Linked DNA regions of Mus musculus: region 2 is linked to region 1. Evidence: chromatin contacts called from public promoter capture Hi-C data. All regions are on one chromosome and are shown on one strand. Each heading gives the region's core, a stretch centred on a gene start, on an enhancer-like site or on the middle of the called end of the contact. The rest is flanking DNA. Distances are from core to core; before and after follow the strand shown.

Region 1 (6,168 bases), core at 1,094-3,593:
GCCTTAATTCTCAGTATCAAGTCTGAGCCATTGGCTGCCCAGAGCAGGTCCGAGCAGGTCAGTAGTTACTGCCTCTCCCTGCATCCAAGTCCTAGCAGATACAGGTTCTGGCAACCCCCAGGGCCTAGAGGGAAGGAAGGGTTAGTCGGCAGCATTGTCCAGTCCCTATGTAGCTGCAGGAAAGGTCACCCTGGCTCTAACTCACAGCACACATGAGCCAGCTGTAAAGATTAGGAAGGCAGAGCAGGTATGTCTGTCAGTAAAAGAGGCTGCCTTGGTTCCAGCCACAGCTCTGCAAACCTTTCTCCTTATGCACTTCCTTCCCCATTGGGAAGATGGAGCCAGCAAGCTTTTTAATCCTGTGAGAATACAAAGACCTCACCAATAGTTTGATTAAAGGTATCTGGTGGTTTGAATAAGAATGGGCCCAGAAGTTCATACATTTGAATGCTTAGGGAGTGGCATTAGTTTAGAAGGATTAGCAGGTGTGGCTTTGTTGGAGGAAGTGTGCCACTGAGGTGGGCTTTGGGGTTTTAGGAGCCTAGGTCAGGCCCAGTGTCTTTCCTGCTACCAATGGATCTAATGTAGACCTCCAGACCACCACATCTGGCTGTGCTACCATGTTTCTTGCCATGATGGAAATGGACTAAACCTCTGAACCTGTAAAGCCAGCCCCAGCTGAATGCTTTATGAGTTGTCATAGTGTCTCTTCAGAGCACAACACTAAGACAGAAGTTGGTACCGCGAGCGGAGTGTGGCTGAGACCGGCTGTTTGGTGGTGGAATGTGAATGTTGCTACTCTGGATTAGGAAAGGAGCTGAATGCACCTGAATGCAGGGCTTACGGGGCCATTACCAATAGGAGCATGAAGACAGCACTGAGGGCAATTTGAACTGTGGAGGCCCAGGTGAAGACATTTCAGAGGGAAGAATACAGTAAATGGCCTGGAGACCACTCCTGTGGTATTTTAGGGGGAAAAAAAAATCTATCTGAGGCTAAATTAGAGCATTTTGGATTAATGGCATTGGCAGAGATTTCAAGACAGCCTAGTACTGACTCTGTCATGTGGCCACTCTCATAAGCCAACCAAGGAAAAATATAAAATGTACAGTCTGAAGAGAATAGGAGCACCAGGAGGTGTAGTGGAGCTATGTATTTATTGTGTTCAAGGAGATAAAAGTTTAAAGAAAAGCCTTATACTAAATGGAATAAGGAAGATCGTGATCTCAGAGCAAGACCTCACCCAGCCAAGCTTCGGACTTGTGGAGAGGAATTAGACAAAGGCTTAAGCAGTGAAGAAAACCATCAAAGACAGAAAGCTGATGAAATGACTCGAGGGGCCGAGTTCCAGTTGCAGTAAGCGTGAGAACTAGGCAGCTTCAGTCACCTGGTTCTGGCTTTAGAGTCAAGAAAGGGGTTGTGGATCCCTCTGCAGCTAGGGAAAGCCACAGAGGCCAAGCCCCCGTTGGGTTCTTGTTACATTTCCACCCCCAGCACACTCTGACTTAAAAACTCTGTACAGGAAGAGGAAGAGAAGTCAACAACAGAGTTGATCTGGATCTGGTAGCTCCAGGCAGTCATTCCACCTGCTGAGGAGACCAAGAAGGTACTGTGGTCTGGTCTGCCTCAGGACCTCAGGATCCTAGTGGCCAGTGGAATTTCTGTCTAAGATTGAGGCTGACCACTTAGGTGTCTCAATGAGCCTTATTCTCTGTGTCTTGCTTTTTTCCTGTAAACTGAGGTTTGAATAAAGGAAACCCTCAAAGCCCTTCGGTCCAAGCTGTCTCACTGTAGAGTTTTGTTTTGTTTTGTGTTTAACCATCTCAGACTACAGCGTTAGGCACTAAGAAAGATCTCTGGGCACTGCAGACTATGGTCATCCTCATCCTTGCTGTCTGCATCATCTAGGCCAGGGTATTATACGTGCCAAGCCATCGGGCATAAAGCACCCCACACTCTCATCATGCCCAGCCCACCGTGGGCTAGCTAACCCCCAGTGCAAATGTGAACCCCTAACTGCAAGCACAGATGGATGCAGCTTGAGAGTACAGCAAGATGCCATCTTTCCCAGGGCCACCACTGTCCTCATAATGCACAACTCAGAATGCTTTGTTTTTGGTTTTCTTCCCTGTCACACTTGGCTGTGGGAGAAACTCCAGCTCTCAGGGGAAAAGTGTAGGCATTCTCTCTCCAAGTCATGAGACTTGGCATAACTCTGGGTTGTCTCATGGTAGCAAATTCTTTCCCGTAACAATGAAAAGCATTTCCGGAAGCGTTTCACGGGGGCTTTCGGAGTCACGGCCTCGCGCTGAGTCAGAGCAACAGCTGGGCTTGAGGCAGATCTGTGGCAAACAATCACTGACAACTGAGGGGGCAGAACATGGGCTGCAGCCACATCTGCACACATCAGTGTTGCAAACCAAGGGGAATTCCCTCTCCCAGACTTTGGCTCAGTCCTGGCCTCTTAACAGGAGACACTATCAGCTTTGTCTGCCTATGATCTTATCAGCACTTTCCAGAAAGTTCTTCAGTTTGCGTTCCCACAGTCTGTAAGTCCTTGAAGCCTGGGCTAAGGAGCATCAACATGCTGAGTGCTAGGCATAGATGCTCATTCTGCTCATGTGGGCCTTCTCTATCTTCTCGGGAAGAGGGGACAGTGCCAACCCTTGGAGGATCAGGTTTGGTCATTACTAGTTCTTTCTTCTAACTTTGGTTTGATTGAACAGGAAAGGACTAAGATGAAGAATGGGAGCTGACAGGAATGGCCATCTCTAGGTGCTGTGAGAATTCTCTAGCACTGACAGGAGGTGGCCCATGGGGACAGGCAGTAACAATCTTACCTTGATGGAGGCACCAGCAAATCGAGCGAGCTGTTTGATGTGTGCCCCCTTCTTCCCGATGATAGCACCCACAGCCTGGGTTGGGATGAAGAGACTTACAGTCTCCTGCTCTGGGTACTAGAAAAGAACACATACACAGCTATCATTCTGACCTGGCACCTCATGGCCCAGCCAAGTGCGGTTAACAGACCCAACATGGGAAGGCCTCGCAATCTGGGGAGATGGCCAAAGTGCCATGTCAGTGTGTGGCCTGGTGCTCTATAGATGAATCTGAGGAGTGATGTTGAACCTAAGCAAGATTGCATGAGCCTGCAAGGACCTCTGAGCACCCACCCACCCATGTTTGTGGGGCACATGTAGCTGGCTGTCCCTGGGTTCTCAGACACAGATTTGATATATATACTTCCTGGGCCTTCCTCCAAGAACCAAAATGGGTTATTTTGTGGTGACTCAGTGGATTAAAAAAAAAAATGTTTGTCATGTAAGCTTGATGACATGAGTTCAATCTCTGGTGGAAGGAGACAATTCCTGAACACTGTCCTGGGGCTGGAGAGATGGCTCAGAGGTTAAGAGCACCGACTGCTCTTCCAGAGGTCCTGAGTTCAATTCCCGGCAAGCACATGGCGGCTCACAACCATCTGTAATGGGATCTGATGCCCTCTTCTGGTGTGTCTGAAGAGAGCAATGGTGTACTCATATACATAAAATAAATAACTTATTCTAAAAGAAAGAGGGAGGGAGGGAGGGAGGGAGGGAGGGAGGGAGGGAGTTGTCCTGACTTGCACATGGTGCTCGCTGTATGTGCTGTGGTGGGTATGAGCTTTCACATATACAATAATATACAAAATAATAAAAAGCTATTAACCACGCCTGGTCAAAGGACAGAGGGGAAGCTGTCCAGCCCATCCTATAATGAGGAACACCACCTTACAAGGTGATTCGCCCTGCTGTGACCAGACTCCATGCTGAGTACCCAGGATGGTGGGTAAGCCACCTATTCCTGGAACCCCTGAAGAAAGTCAGAGGTTCTTAGGCCAGGCTGGCAGAGGTTGATGCTATAGGTGTCTGTGGGAATGATGTGGCTTTGCTTGCTAGACTTTGATTGAAGAACACCAGCAAAAAAAAAAAAAAAAAAAAAATGTGTGATATAGTGTATGCCTGTGTACATGTTCCTATGTGTGCATACATGTTAGAGGCCAGAGGCTGAGGCTGGTATCCTCCCTCAATCACGCTCTTTATACCTTAGTGTTACTATGAAGTACCCTACGGAACCTAGAGCTCACTGACCTAGTTAGATTACCTAGCCCGTGAGATCCAGAGATCTCTTACCACCAGTCCCTCAGTGCCAGGAGCACCTGGCACACCTGGCTTTTATGTGGGTGCTTAGAATTGAACTCCGGTCCATGCTTGTATGGTAAGCACTTTACCAACTGAGCCACATCCCCTGCCTACTGGAGGCTTTTCTTTAGCTTATTAACATTTCGTTTGTTTGTTTGTTTGTTTGTTTGTTTGTTTGTTTGAGACAGGGTTTCTCTGTATAGCCCTGGCTGTCCTGGAACTCACTTTGTAGACCAGTCTGGCCTCGAACTCAGAAATTCACCTGCCTCTGCCTCCCAAGTGCTGGGATTAAAGGCGTGTGCCACCACACCCGGCCTTAGTATGTTTTAAAAAGTGTGGTGCGTGCGTGCGTGCGCGTGTGTGTGTGTACATGAGTGCAGGTGCCTACAAAAACTGGAGACACTGGATCCCCTGAACCTGGAGTTACAGATGACTGAGTCACCTGATGTGGGATCTGGGAACTCCAGTGTTCTGGTAGAGTAATGTGCACTCTTAATGACTGAGCCACAACTCTAGGCTTCTTGTTCTTTAAGAAAGGATTTTACTCCGTATGCAGCCTGGGCTGACTTGAAACTCACTACACAGTCCAGGCTTAGCTCAAACTGTGAGCATCACCTGAGAGGCCGCAGAGGTAAGGGGGCTCCCAGGGTGGCTTGGTGCTTCCACTGTGAGCTGCATGACTCCTCGGGCAGCCTCGAGCCACAGCAGAGAACATTCACACTGTGAACATTCACAGGCCCGGTCATCAGGGGATACATGGAACTGGCCACAGAGCAGAAGGAACTGGGGAGGAATGGTGACTGGGGCAGAAATGAGGGGCACTTACGGAGTGATGATGTGGGAATGGGCCGAAATGGTGATGAGGGTACAGACTGGAGAAGTATCCGGAGTGGGTCTGCACAGTAACAAGACATTCAGTGAGTCGGAGTCCACGCAACACGTCTATGAGCCAACACCACTATCACATCTACAAACTGTACCTTGTGTTCCTACTCTCTGCTCAACTCCCTTTACCATGAGACCATGGAACCCATGGCAAGGTGCCACCTGGCTTCTAAGATGACCCCTGCCCCCTATGAATGCAGCGCACACACCCTCACTGCTCTGACCTGCTTGGGTGGAGACAGGGCTAGTGGCTCCTATTTTATAGGAAATTACAAGTTGTACATTACAAGCAACAGAGAACCCTGGAATAAAACCCAAGAGTTATTCAGAACAAGCAAATGTGATCACTGGAGACAGAACAGTTTCTATTCCAGAAGGAATAGAAACTCAGTGGAGAAACTGAAAGCAACAGTAACTGAAAGGAAGCAGACGGATAAAGGCGTTGTGTGCAGATGTGGGGAAGGGGGAAAAGGGTAGATGTAGGGTGGGGAGGAAGGCAGATGTGGGGAGAGAGAAGGGCAGATGTAGGGAGGAGAGGAGGACAGATGTGGGGAGGGAAGAGAACAGATGGGAGGAAGGAGGGCAGGTGTGGGGAGGGAGAAGTGGAGCAGGAAGGCAGATGTGGACTCACGAAGCAGAGCTAGCTATTAAGAAAATCAAAGTTGAAACAGCTGTTATTTAAATTGAATACCTACAGTATTTATAAATCTATTTATAATTTTTTATTCTCATAGTGGTCCTGTGAGACATATCTGAGTCCATATTCTTATGGGAGGGACCCTTATTGAAGTCAGCCAAACTCTGTAATTAAGTACGTTTTACATAAAGTCGAGTAAACCCTGTTCTCACTGTCACCGCCAGGGAGGCAGTGACAGGCACAAGGTACCCAGGTACACAGCCCTGCCTGACACAGGGAGGTGTGGCTGGAGCTTGAAGTCTGAGGAGAGCTGAGGGCCCTGAGCACACATGTCTGAGTGATGTGCATGTCTTCCACCATCCGCCTCTCCAGCTAGACTCGGCTCCAGATCGAGCTTCACACTATGATCCCTTAGAACAAAACCAGAGTTCTGAGCTCCCTGGATGCTTCTCAGGTTCTAGGGAGGGG
Region 2 (6,168 bases), core at 1,685-4,184, 740 kb after region 1:
GAAGATTTGATACAGTTCCTCATGTTGTGGTGACCTTCATCCTTTAAATCATCTTGTTGCTAACTTTGTAACTGTAACTGTGCTACTGTTATGAATCGGAATGCAAATAGTTGATATACATGGTATCTGTGATCACCACAGGTTGAGAACCACCCCTCCAAGCTGTCTTGCTCAAGTAAATAACTCACAGCCATGCTCAGGCAAGAAACCCTAATGACATGCAATGGGGCACACACACACACAGACAGACAGACAGACAGACAGACACACACACACACACACACACACACACACCTTAGCACACCCTACACAAAGCTAGGAAGCGGGATACAGGAAAGAGGCTTGCTGGGCGTGGAAGAGGAATGGGAGAATGGGAGATGAATGTGACCAAAGTACATTTTACCCATGTGCAAAACTGTGAAACACATTTGAAAAACCATTTAAAATACATCTGGTTTAGTCTGTATGTTAAGTGTTTTCAGGGCTGTTTGGTACTGGGTAACCAACTGGCGTGCTCTTCTCTGGGGCAGCCTGTTTCTTCTGCTCTCCGAATTCCTTAGTTGCCTGTAATTCTTTGGTTAGGGCTGAGGTCCCCTGAGCTCTCCTCCTTTCACCTTAGCATGTCTGTTAATGTTGTCCTTGTGCAGGTCATATTTAGGCAGCCAAGGATTAATACTTTAAAGAGCAAGCTGTTCTCATTGTTACGGACAGAGATAATTTCCAAAGGCCACTACCTATTCAAGGATAGCTATAGCCTGTAGAGTGTCGAGTTTATGTGGGCCATTTTCTCTTTCTTCCATCTTCCCACCCACATGATGTGACTTAACAAGGCAGCATTTGCTCTCTGAACACTTGGTGGGACTGGCCCTGCACTCATGAGCCTTTGTATTGTGACTGATGAAGGGATCTTCAAGAAAATCCAGTAACTTCTCCAAGAACGGACAGGTTCTACAGGACTTCATCTCTATGCTGAATTGACTTTTGAGCCAAAAATGATTTTGTGAGAGCTAAAGAAAATATGGGATGTGTTTTAGTTCATTGATTCCCAACATTTATGCCTCATCTGCACATTTGCCTTATACCAATGTCCGGGACATGAAATATGCACAGGGCCACCATGTTGGATACCTTCCCAGGCTAGCCAGCCATTCCATGTCAAACCAAGTGTGCATTTGTTCTTAATGGAGTCGTTTCTGGGCTCCAGCCCAAACTCTCTGTTCAGCGGATGAAGGCTGCTCCATCTATGCACAATTCCTACTTATAAAAGAAATGTGGAAGCCATCCAGTCTATATCCATCCATTCTATAGCCAATGGAGAGATTGTGGTCTTTTCACATAAAATTTGGAAGAGAAAAAAAATCAACATCAAATGCTGGTTTTCCTAGAAATCACTATAAAATCCCTGTCACATTTAGTTTTGAAAAATAGCCTACCAACCCAAGCAGAAAGAAAAATATCTCGATTATCTCAGTGGTTAATGAAAATATGCCTAACAAAACCTGTTGTTCTTGCTGAGCCCATGGTGCCGCTGATCAATCCAGTGACAAGATGGTGAGAACAGAAGGGTAGAGAGAAAGAACGGGTATTTATTTACATGATGTCTATGCATCAGCCTTCCCTCAAGGCTCTTCAGACTTTTCAGTAGGACCAAGTGATGTATATTACAGCACTGGACATCTGTCTGTCTGGATGTGTGCTGTATCTGTCAACTGAGGAAAAAGTGCTCAGGCACAGAACCTTAGGTTAACAGCCACCTCCTAACCCCATGCACTGGAAAGCATACAGTATCACCTGCATAACTTCTTGCTAGCCACAGTCTAAAGATGAGGAAACCGTAAGATGAATCTAGATGGGGTTTCTTCAACCCACCTGGCCTGAGCTTTGTAAAGTGTCCATGTCTCAGGAACAACAAAAGCTGAAGACTCTGTGGTACAGGCTCAGGAGAGGGAAAGACCCGGAGCAAAGACAAATAATCAACTAACTGCATGTACCATGTGACCGTACATGCTCTATCACCCACACCATGTGACCGTACGTGCTCTATCACCCACACCATGTGACCGTACGTGCTCTATCACCCACACTTCTGGGGTCAACTGGAGAGGCGAAGTATGATCTGGATGTCGGGGATCTGTTTATTCAAGGGGGGGGGGAACTTTGTCTTTAGGAGATACGTATTTAAATATCTGTCATCAATGCAATGAAGTCAGCTACTTTTCAAATGGTACAATGGAGATTCACCAAATGTTAACAATTGGATTCACTGCATATTTCTCTTAAGTCTTCCAAGATTAGTAAATCTAAAAGCAAAGAGTTGGCGGGGCCCAGTGGGGGGATCAGGCACTGCACAGTGCCTCGGCCCTCCAGAGTTATTGACTACTACAGAAGCAAACCCCCTGAGCAATCACCTTCCGACAAGCAGTTGGGTCAAACGTTGGTGAAGATTCTGCCTAGAAACAAGAACCACTTGAATGCAGAAGTGCTGTAAGATTTAGTTCACTGGCCTGGCCTCTCCGCTGGCCTTTTGGAACAGTAGCATGTGAGGCTAAATTACCGAGAAAAGAATGCTGACTACTGATGTTTTCTACTGTAGTCTTTGCCATGTTCCACTCCTGTGAGATTTACATCTCCAGCTGCCGGAAGGCAGCCCTTGCAACGGTTCATGTAGTACCTAGCACAGCATCCATCACTAACAGTAACTCTTTAACGTGGTGTTAGATGATTCTATTTGACTAGAAAACAAGCCTTTTCCATCTTCTCTCCCCAGGATTGTCCCTCAAGCACTAGTTTACTCATCTCAGGGCAGTGAAGCAACAGCTCTGCTTTGAACGTGCCCCTGGATGAGAAACAGTTACTTACCTTGCCTCCAGTTTTAGACATTGTATGTGCAAAGGTTGATTCCCGCACTACTGAGAGAGATCCAGGGCAGCTCCAGGACTACAGGCAGAGGGACATTTATAGAGGGCAGTTCAAATCAAACATCTGCTTAGTCATGAGAATTGGATCCAAAATTTGAGTCAGTCATTTAGAGTCTATTGATGGTTGCTAGAAAAACAATTGGGATTATGAAATAAAGGAGAGCTCTGTGGCCCCTGTAATGCTCGCCCAGCCCTACTGCATTGTAGGCTCTGCTGAATCAAGGCACCCAAAACCCAGCCAAACGTTTAAAAAATTCAAAACCAAGATTTTCTCTGTGCAGTTTGTTTTCTCAGCCAATGACCTCTTGGACATTCCTAACATTGTTTTATTCAACAGAGGGCCTGCAGAAGAAACCAAAGACCATCCTTGATTTCTGGGTAAACAAATTCACTAAGAACTAAGGGTCATGAGTGCTCATGGGGGTGGGGGTTGGGAGTCACTACAAAAAACATTTAAGTGTGGATTATGTTAGATATATCAATGTTTGACTCAAATTTGATTACTGCCATAAAACTAGGTAAGAAAAATGTCTGTTTTTGATAGGTGCATGCTAGTATGTTTAGGAGTAAGATAATGTCGGAGACTACTCCTAAGCTTTAAAGACAATGATAGAGAGCAGAAGTCCAAGTATGGCAAATGGTAGCAACTGGGTGCTCTACTCACAGAGCATGCAGGAGTTCAGTGACCTAACCTCCCTCCCTCCCTCCCTCCCGTTTTTCTTGTTTGTTTGCTGTTGTTTTTCCTTAAAGAGTCTTAATATGTTATGCATCTCTGGTTGGCCTGGAATCCACTGTGCAGTTGAGGCTGGCTTCAAGGTCATGGCGACTGTCCTTCAGTCTTCAGGAATCACAGATTTGCCTTTCCAAGGTCAGCTCACCTATCCTTGCAAATGCCATTCAGTTATCATGACTCACAAGAGGAGTGTCGTGTACACAGGGACAGAAAGCTGCCTTGAGACTCCAGAACTTTCTGAGCCTATGCTCTCTCTGCCCATTACCCTGGGCAAGCAAATGTCTCATCCCTAGCTTTGGGAATGAGATGAAGACTTTTTATACAAGCTCAGAGAAACACGACGTCAACTCCCCCCCCCCCCCCTTAGCTTTGCCAGCCAAGCTCAGTCTTCTTTGAAGTCCAACTTTACCACTTCACCTCTCCACAAACAAATCTCCAAGAGATCTCCACGGTTATCTTTATAAATGTGGTACCCACAGGAGTGTTCAGCTTAGAAAGGGCAGGTCTAGGGGCTGGAGAGCTCAGCAGTTAGGGGCACCTCCTGCTTCTGTGGAGGACTGGACTTCAGTCTGCAGCAGAAGCAGCAGCCCCAGAGGAGCTCACAGCTACAGCTCTAGGAGCCCTGACGCACGCTCTCTCTCGCGTGCGCACACACACACACATTTATGCACTTAATAATATTAAAAATAAATCTGTAAACATGTGCCTTGACATGTTGATTAATGAGAAGCGAATAACAAACCACAGACGGCATTTGCTCCCTCAGTTTTACGCACTTTAAAGTATCAGAACCCTTTAATGCCATCACCCATGGGTCTTCATTTGGTCATGCTTTGCTTACTCCAATTTCATGCTGAAGTAAAAACTACCAAAGCGTCAAAGGCTTAACAAGCATTGAGAGAGTTAATTTTACCTGAGGACTAAGAGCGGCTGCGCTGTGGTGACAACTACTAGTTAAGTAACTCATGTTAGTGGCTGCTCTGTGATAACTACTAGTTAAATAACCTGTGTTGCTGACTGGACTCATCTCACTTACCCATCTTCAACCAGGGCTTCCCAGCCACAAAAACCAACTCTGGCACAGTAAAAGAGTAACAGCAGAAACCTTTTATTAAGATTAAAAGTGAAACCAAAGGAGAAAAAGTTACTTTTTAGAGTTTATTGAAATTTAAAGCAGAAAATAATAAAACAATTTATACAATTTCATGTGTTTTATATGTTAAGGCCTAAAGTACCGTTTTATAAAACTATCTCTGCCATATTTATGCACCAACTGACCATTCTGTCACTCTTTTTAAAAAGAGAGTAGCAAGTTACAAAGAACCACACAACTGTTCTTTCTTTTCCTTCCTTTCTTTTGTGTGTGCTTGTTTGCTTGTTTCTGAGACACAGGATCCTCACCATGTAGAGCAGGCTGGCCTGGAACTTGCAGAGATCTGCCTGCCTCTGCCTGCTGAGCCCTGGGACTACAAGTATGTGCCACCACACCTGGCTAACTTTTTTAGCTAGGACAAAACCCTTTCATCGTACAAATTAAAATGTGGAGTCAGCTGGGAAGCCTGTACTGGTCACTGAGACACTAACTTACACACAGAGCTGCTGTGCCCAGTGTTCCGTTTCAGCCCCAGCCGTGTGACCTCCTGACCTTCTACAGTAAGATGCTTTATGAAGTCAGAAGTTTGGCTAAAGTTCAACCTAGGTGAGTACAGAACAGGAACCAGCAAAAGGTCTTGAATACAGAGAAGCCTTGAGGTCTCGCAGGCAGCAAGGATGCCTTTCCAACAGGCTTCAGGGGCATCACCTTCCGTTCCTCCTCACGTTTCCAGAGCCCTGCAGAGGAGCAAAGAAAATTAAATGTAGGTAAATTAATGTTCATGCTCTATGCAAATAAGAAAACTTTCTTTCTTTCCTTCTTTCTTTCTTTCTTTCTTTCTTTCTTTCTTTCTTTCTTTCTTTCTTTCTCTTTCCTTCCCCCCCCCTCTCTCTTTTTGGTTTTTCGAGACAGGGTTTCTCTGTGTAGCCCTGGCTGTCCTGGAACTCGCTCTGTAGACCAGGCTGGCCTCGAACTCAGAAATCCGCCTGCCTCTGCCTCCTGAGTGCTGGGATTAAAGGCGTGCACCACCATGCCCGGTGCGAAAACTACTTTTATGTATAAACTCATGTAAAGTATGTAGATCATGAGAATTCAGAGTGCTAAAATAAGGTTTGTATCCTTTTCGGTGTTAGTCAACTTAGGGAAAAACTTAGTTCTTAGGGAGAAACTCTAAGAATCCAAACTTGGTAGACAAGAGACTAACAGGAATGTTGATCCCGACCCCTTACAGTGTCTGTCTCTTTGAACAATCGCTGTATTTCCAATCCCAGCCCCACATTTGTTAACTATATATTGTGAAATTATGCTTATTTTAAGTTTAGTTTATGTGCATGGATATTCTGCTTGTATGTATGTATGTATGCATATATATATATGCACTACATGTACATGTACCCTTAGAGGCCAGAGGAGAGCATCAGCTC

Evidence for each region. Promoter capture Hi-C pulls out the DNA fragments that hold promoters and counts their contacts.
Region 2: a promoter capture Hi-C map of hippocampal neurons shows a contact between it and region 1, with 3 times the contacts expected there. The contact joins the promoter of Crygs here to the enhancer-like site in region 1. A contact is called at or near these places in 4 of 39 promoter capture datasets (the 3T3-L1 cell line, hippocampal neurons, liver and 1 more) and 1 of 9 other capture datasets (embryonic stem cells).

What each region holds. Positions count from the first base shown.
Region 1 is chr16:22,065,303-22,071,470 of GRCm38.p6, forward strand. It overlaps Igf2bp2 (insulin-like growth factor 2 mRNA binding protein 2), which reads right to left. Exons shown (of 16, transcript NM_183029.2): 11 at 5,005-5,073; 12 at 2,841-2,957. Among named protein-coding and RNA genes, the nearest start is that of Senp2, 59 kb to the left of the region's middle. Within about 2 kb of position 2,344, at least 76 of the 459 cell types and tissues checked have an H3K27ac peak or open chromatin away from gene starts, as enhancers often do.
Region 2 is chr16:22,808,476-22,814,643 of GRCm38.p6, forward strand. Crygs (crystallin, gamma S) reads right to left here and starts at 2,935. Exons shown (of 3, transcript NM_009967.2): 1 at 2,860-2,935. The coding sequence starts at 2,880. Gm30416 (a long non-coding RNA gene) reads left to right here. Exons shown (of 4, transcript XR_875953.3): 4 at 3,669-4,324. It overlaps Tbccd1 (TBCC domain containing 1), which reads right to left. Exons shown (of 8, transcript NM_001081368.2): 8 at 4,739-5,481.